2 separate regions of the Hordeum vulgare genome follow, and region 1 is linked to region 2. A link is a contact called in public Hi-C data. All regions are on one chromosome and are shown on one strand. The core of a region is the stretch at or near the end of the contact, and the rest is flanking DNA. Distances in the headings are between cores, read along the strand shown. Region 1 holds the start of LOC123405939 (low temperature-induced protein lt101.2-like). Region 2 holds the start of LOC123405678 (tetraspanin-3).

Region 1 (3,806 bases), core at 145-2,644, 140 kb before region 2:
AATCTCAGTCGACCAGACTCGACGATTGCTTCACTTCAGATTGCTAAATCTCAGTCGACCAGACTCGACGATTGCTTCACTTCAGATTGCTAAATCTCAGTCGACCAGACTCGACGATTGCTTCACTTCAGATTGCTAAATCTCAGTCGACCAGACTCGACGATTGCTTCACTTCAGATTGCTAAATCTCAGTCGACCAGACTCGACGATTGCTTCACTTCAGATTGCTAAATCTCAGTCGACCAGACTCGACGATTGCTTCACTTCAGATTGCTAAATCTCAGTCGACCAGACTCGACGATTGCTTCACTTCAGATTGCTAAATCTCAGTCGACCAGACTCGACGATTGCTTCACTTCAGATTGCTAAATCTCAGTCGACCAGACTCGACGATTGCTTCACTTCAGATTGCTAAATCTCAGTCGACCAGACTCGACGATTGCTTCACTTCAGATTGCTAAATCTCAGTCGACCAGACTCGACGAAGCCTATATTTGTGAGATCTTACGTGGAAATATGTGCTAATTTATTTTAATTTCTTTGTTTATCCTTTTTATATGTAGTGTCACTTGAGTGAGACTTGACTAAGTCTCAGTAGACTGAAATTCAGCCATACCCTAAAAAAATATACACGCTAAAAAGGCCTGAATCTGGCATGCATGAAAATCGCAGCACTGAAGATGATACACGTAGAGCACAACACACAGACACAAAAAAAAAAAGTGGTACGCACAGAACGGCAATATAGCACTCAACACAACAGTGGTAGCCGGCCTAGTAACTGGACCGACATGCAGGGTGGTCAGTCATGGAGCAAAGATCCTGCTTGCACTGATGCGCCAGCCAGCTCGTCCATGAACCGCTAGAGCAACTGGAACAGAGATGCTGCCTGGTAACGATCCATCTCCGCACACTAGTCCGTACTGCTTAATTGCTGAAACTGAAACTATTTAAGCGACGAGGACGAAGATGGCGTAGATGATGCCGGGGATGTAGCCCAGCAAGGTGAGCAGCAGGCAGATCCAGAACTCCATCTGCATACAGTTGCACCAAACCCATCACTCCATCAGACAGACAGACACACACACACAGAGGTAGATCGACAGGCAGCTTGACCTGTAGCTAAGTGGGCTAGCACCGGCAGCAGCAGTTGATAAATATGAGTAGGTTTGGGAGCTTACGCCGATGCCGTAGCGGAGGAAGACGCCGACCGGCGGCAGCAGGATGGCCAGCAGGATCTCCACAAAAGTCTCCGAACCCATCGCAGTCAAATTCCTGTCTGGCTCGCAGTCGCAGAGCCTGCTTCTTCTCCGGTGATATGTTCTCTGAAAAAGGTTCTTCGGTGGTGTGGTCAGCCGGGGAGAGTGAGGTGCGGCTACAGCGGCTAGAGATGAGCTCAATCGGCGGCTAGATAAGCTGCACGCGGGCGGACGTGGCGGCGCGGAGCTCCCGTGGCGCGACACCTTGCCCATGCTCGGCGGACACCCGTCGAGCTGTGCCTCTCGCGCTCCAGCCTCCAGGCCATCTGGACGTGCGCGCTTGGACCGCGCGTTTTTGTTGACGACGTGCCCTAGCACAGCATGCATCAGCTGATTAGCCATTCAATGGTATTCACAATAGAGTATCGCATTGAGAATAGAGTTCTGTTACTTGTTTGTCAACTCGATCAGGTACCCGTGCATGCGCTATACACTGGCGGAGCTGCATCGAGTAAATTGGACGGGCCACAGGCGGGATTAGCATGGGTTACGTTTAGGGCTAGATTAGCTTGGGTGGTGTATTTTGAAAACTTTTTATACTTAGTAGGAAGATATTACACAGATTATTGTCACTACATCTAAGATTATATATAGTCCCATTTTCCCTAGCTAGCAGCATAGTTTAAAAAATGATCCGAAAAGTTTGTTGGTTCAGATTTTTACCGGTCAGACTGCCGGTTCATAGGTTCCATTGTCGGTTTTTTAAGCAATAGAGTAATACATGTGCTAATATAATGTGAAATAATGTTTAAATAAAATTATTTTCATATAATGGACAACAATGTAGCACATCCAAGTTGGTTATTGGGTCATGGACAGTAGTGTACGTACTACTCACATGACTTGAAATCAAATCTCATTTCTCACAATTTTCATTAAAACATTTTTCTGGATTTTTCCGATTCACTGGCCCGGTTTTTTCACTGGGTTTTTAGAAAACCGGCCGGTTTGACCGGTATTCTTTGGTTTGATTGCAGAACGGTTTTATTAGCTTAAAAACCCGTTGAGGCTATCGGTTCCGGTTTTATAGGTCCGACCGTTTGTCTGGTCTGTTTTTTTAAACTAGGCCTAGCAGGCTTGTTTCCGCCACTGTGAATTATTCTATCTGCATGACGGGGTTTTAGTATTCGGTTCACTGTTTTGATAAAAACCTAGGCGTGTCATGGCCTTGTTTTGTTTCAACGTAGCTTCGTCAATGACGCTATGGTCAAGCATGATGATAAATTGGTGCACGATACTCCTCCTTAGAGCATGAATAATAGTATAACCGGCTGTTTGCTAGAAGTTGTTGTCATGTAATCTATAACTCATCCTATAGCCAACATGTAAAATACTCCCTCCGTCCGAAAATACTTGTCATATGAATAGATGTATCTAAATATATTTTAATTCTAGATACATTCACTTTTATTCATTTGTGTGACAAGTAATTCCGGACGGAGGGAGTAGTTGATTAAAAGATTGTATTACATTTTTGTATGGCCCATCTTTCATCTCAAAAAGTACTTAGGATCACGTATTAGAGTGGGCTCTTAACTAAAAGTCCGCTTATCTTCTTCCTCCTCTTCTCTTTCCTCTAACTAAGCAAAAATATAATAATTTATGTTTTATATCCCGTTGACTCAGCTTTATTATACTTGCTTTTAGTCAAATGTGATGACGCAACACCCTAGTCCGGCGTAAGTGGCACTATCAACCCGTAAAACGTTGACACGTCAGGGCGACAAGTCATGCACATCCGTCCATTGGTGTTCCATGTCGGCACGTACAGCTCGTAGCTAGTAGTAGGCTACTGACAGCGACGCGCGGTTCACTAAAATTTAACCCGGTCACGGTGATTTACGGCTACTGATTACATGGTCGATGTAATCATGTCCACTCTATGTTAAAACAAATCGTCTTCACTTTACTGCTTTCCAGTAAGTGGCTGGGGATTACCAGCTCCCGTTTGATTAGCTTACTTAGTTTTGGAGAACGCAATTTTGAGTAATCAACAGCTAGCGAATAACACAACAATATGCTTAACTATTATGCACAAATTTGTTATACCATTGGATTCGTAGTTAGTAGTACTTCCATGTGAGTATGCAAGTATCGATGGCATGTTTGATTGGAGAAATCTGTCGTGCATTTCCCTTTTGCCTCAAGTGGCATGCCACCCAAATTTCTAGGAGTTTCAGAGTCTTGTCTCAATTAAATCGCACGCTGCCTATCGATGATCTGTATGACAGTGAGGCCTGGCGATTATTATGTTAGAGGATATGCATGCACCTATTCATATGTCATTAGCCTCGACATGTAAGTGCAAAGGGCTTGCCCTTCTCATTGTATGATTCACGTGTTATAAACTTCTATAAAGGTCACGTAAAGGGATATGCTTTTTAGGTCTCTATAACAAAAAGAGAATGAATTAAGAACTACCGATGGGGACCATTACTTTGCCCACACTCTTTTGTCTTACGCCGAACTTTAATTCATCACACATGTCGGCTCTTATCGCATTTTGTGCTCATGCATAAGAGAAGCCGTTTGATCATCGGCGCCGAT
Region 2 (3,766 bases), core at 143-2,642:
TTCGGACCAGCTTGTTAAACTAGTGCTCTACGTCTTAATTTTCGAACATAGGCGAGCCATTGAGCATGATCTGATGAACTACCTCATCATTTCCAGGTAAACCAACCGAGCAATCCAAGCTGCGTCGCATCGTTTCCAGCCAATCAACGGGTCATGGCCTCATGGGACGCACATGCGTGCGGCTATTCCGGGCATCCTTCGGCATGTGGAGTCGAAATATCGTTCGGACGCAACGGAAGCAAACCGGCATTCACTCCACCGCTGGAAAAATCCCACTCTCTGCCGGCGGATTCGTTTGGGAAAACCAAATCTTGGAGGCTCTCGCCATCAGTTTGCACGTTATTTCCAATTTAGCACGTACGTAGATAGATAGAAGGAGGAGGCCTCCGCCCAATTTCGCAGCTGAGATGGTGCACAATGTGTCTGGATTTGTCCCCACCTGATATCTAGGGCTGAAACCATCCTGCCTGCAGGATAAAAAGAAGAGAATGCATGCAACATTTTTATTTTTACCATTAGTGAAGAAATGCCTCTTTTTGCAGGGCCTTCTGAGGGAGACTATTTTCAGGCGGCTTAAAAAAATAGTAATAATTTCAAACAGCGTTTTCTTGTTGTCCGTTGCCGTCACCCCCATCCCTTCTTCTCCGGCACGACGAACTCCCCCTCCACTTCTCTATAACACCCCTCCTTCTCTGGCACGACGAGCTCCATATCCCTATCTCCCTCGCGCCCGCGTCCAACACCCGAATTCAATTGATTGAGAAATAACAAACATAATATATCCTTTTGGTAAACATCAGTGTTTACCTCAAGATCAATTGGTCTGGCGGGCTAGGGCGCATGGCAGGAATCAAATCTGAACTTCGATTCTGATAGCCGATAATTTCAATTGTTTGGAAAACATCGTTTTCATCGGATCGTCATATTCTTTTTTAATACAAACAACAACGAGCCTCCTCGTCAATTTTGTTATAGAAACCACCATCAGATACATGCCTTCCCCATCATGTCCTCATCACCGATCGGGGTCCTTCTCGGCACGCCCGAAACCTGTACCGTTTCGCCACGGGAAAATCGACGGGTTTTCGCCACCAATTTTCAAACACAAGATGATGCACCATGCACGGAGCAATCATAGAGGCGTGCAACAAGCACACTGCCGGTCACGGCCTAGCTCTTCCTCCAAATTAATATCACTACCCGATAGCAACACTCTCAAGTCTCAGTTCTCAAACCATCATGTGGCCATGCTCCCCTCTGCCCAAAAAAAGGTTCCCAAAATACGTCTACGTAGACGTAGACAGTAGACCGGAATGCCGTATATACGGACGAAAGCAGCCGCCCAAATACTACCACGGATATGGACGCCGCCCCGTACACGTGACCCACACTCTGCTTCCGCTTCTTCTGCTGCCGTTGCTCCTCAGCTCGCTAAAAGCCGGCCCAATCCCCTCCTCCCTCTCTCCCACGCCCACCACCAGACAGCACCAGCAGCAGCAGCACCAGCAGCAGCAGCAGCAGCAGAGAGAGAGAGAGAGAGAGAGAGGACAAGAAGCAGGGCGGAGCCAAGAAAGAAGCTCGCTTGGGAGGGAGGGGAGAGGGGGCGGAGGAGGAGGAAGGAGGAGATGCACGGAGGGGGGTCGAAGATGCTGGGGGTGGTGAACTTCATAACGTTCCTGGCGTCGATCCCGGTGCTGGGGGGCGGAATCTGGCTGGCGTCGCGGGCGAACACCACGGACTGCATCCGGTTCCTGCAGTGGCCAATCATCATCATCGGGCTCGCCGTCATGGTCGTCTCCCTCATGGGCTTCGCCGGCGCGTGCTACCGCCAGACCTGGCTGCTCCGCATCTACCTCTTCGCCATGTTCTTCATCGTCGTCGCCCTCCTCTTCTTCATCGTCTTCGCCTTCGCCGTCACCGACCGCGGGGAGGGCCAGGTGGTCATGAACCGCCGCTTCCTCGAGTACCAGCTCTCCGACTACAACGGCTGGCTCCGCGGCCGCGTCGCCGACCCCGACTACTGGGCCACCATCAGCGCATGCCTCCGCGACGGCCACGCCTGCCGCTCCATGCGCCGCCCCGTCCGCGACCCCAACACCGGCATGCTCGTCCTCGAGCCCGCCGTCGTCTTCTACGGCCGCGACCTCTCCCCGATTCAGGTCCCTTCCCCCTCCCAAGATTCACTTCCATCATCTTGCCTCGCGCACCATTTCCATGCGATTCTTGGCTAATTCCCCATTGCCAAGCAACTCGCCAGTAGCAAATTTGGGGATTTTTCCTGCCACAAATGCTCCTTTTTTGTGTGCTAATACTACTAATGTTCTCTGCTTATCTCTGCAATTTGCTTTGTGTTGTGCTGGAATTATCGATTCAGTTTGAGCTTTCTAACACTGTTTAGGATATTCCAGTTTACTGCTAGTTGGTTGGGAGTACCATATGTGGATCTCGAGATGAACCTTGCTTGCCCCTTTTAACATCAGCCCCCCTTTTGCTTAACAAGTCATGCTCGACCTTTGAGAAAAATTGTTAATCCTGCAACCTTTTTTGCTTCTCCCTGATTTGGGGCAAAACCAGCCAGGAGAGAAAAACAACTAATTAGCAGCCTCCCACCCGATTCCTTCAAACACAACTTTCTCCAAAAGCAGTCTTTTTTAGCTTTCAATTGGTTCCTCCATGGAATTGCTTGACATCACAAAAGAAGGATCCGCGCCGCGATTACGGGATTATTCGATGCGTGCCCGTAAGTAGGGACACTTTGTGGGGGTGATTTGGGACTTGAGATCATCAGGGATTGTTACCATCAGGATGGACTATTTTGGAAAAGTAAGTGTTTAAAGGATGTTTTCTTTGGCTGATGTGAACAACTAACACAAAGTTTGTTCTTTCTGCATGGAGCAAAGATTCTGGTAGTGCCTTCAGCACTAAGAATTGAGCCAGTGGTCAATTTGATTCCTGGTCTATGTCAGTTGCCTTCCCCCAACAGTCCAGGTACTACTATGAGTTAACACTATCGCTGTGGTAATAAGTAGAATCTCCATGTGTGTGTGGTGATGCTGAGGATAAGGTCATTTTCCTGCCTTTTTCGGATGCCAAAACGACATGGAGGACCAGGGTATTTGCATGATTGAGGGATCAGGACGACACCATGGTGTGACCAGGACAACCGAAAGCCAGAGAGATGCCCAGTACCACATTTCATTTCAGAGTTGGAATTGGACCATGGAAGCCTTGCATAGTTAGCTGCCTTGCGTCTTGTCCTGATGTTCTCTGTGCTGTCTTCTCCATACCTGCCAGGCTGCTTGTTCCTTTCGTCGGCTACAATCTTGCAGAACACATGAAAAAAATATATACTACACCAGTGCTCCTGTGTTTTCCCCCTAGGGTCTACATAACTAGTGCATTATGGGCTGCATCTGTATTCTAATGCAGATTAGCTGTTGCCCATGTCTGCATACATCTGATTCTGTGGAGAAGTAATTATTGAATCATTGAGTCAAGTTGTGTGCAGTTTAATGCACATGGGCACATAATTTGTAGTAGGGGGGATACCGCGCCCATGAAAGCATACTTTGGGGTGGGTTCATGGTTTTTGAATTCCAGGTTGGATATGGCTTTGTTTTCTCCGGTGCACGCACATATAGGCATAGGCATGTTATGGAGCATCTCATATGTTTGGTTTTAAATTGAGCTGGTGTGGACAATTTCGTGTTCGGCAACAGGATATCAAGATCAACACTATTCAATGTGTTTGTAGCTGGTATATCTT

Evidence for each region. Hi-C and Micro-C count contacts between places; a contact is called where the count stands out from the background.
Region 1: a contact with region 2 is called in a Hi-C map of seedling, with 5 times the contacts expected there. The contact joins the promoter of LOC123405939 here to the promoter of LOC123405678 in region 2. A contact is called at or near these places in 4 of 6 Hi-C or Micro-C datasets (leaf and seedling) and 1 of 1 datasets of contacts at active chromatin or transcription factors (embryo).

The regions. Positions count from the first base shown.
Region 1 is chr1H:32,692,336-32,696,141 of MorexV3_pseudomolecules_assembly, reverse strand. LOC123405939 (low temperature-induced protein lt101.2-like) reads right to left here and starts at 1,394. Exons shown (of 2, transcript XM_045099454.1): 1 at 1,182-1,394; 2 at 629-1,034. The coding sequence starts at 1,262. The coding sequence ends at 951.
Region 2 is chr1H:32,550,779-32,554,544 of MorexV3_pseudomolecules_assembly, reverse strand. LOC123405678 (tetraspanin-3) reads left to right here and starts at 1,392. Exons shown (of 2, transcript XM_045099299.1): 1 at 1,392-2,159. The coding sequence starts at 1,626.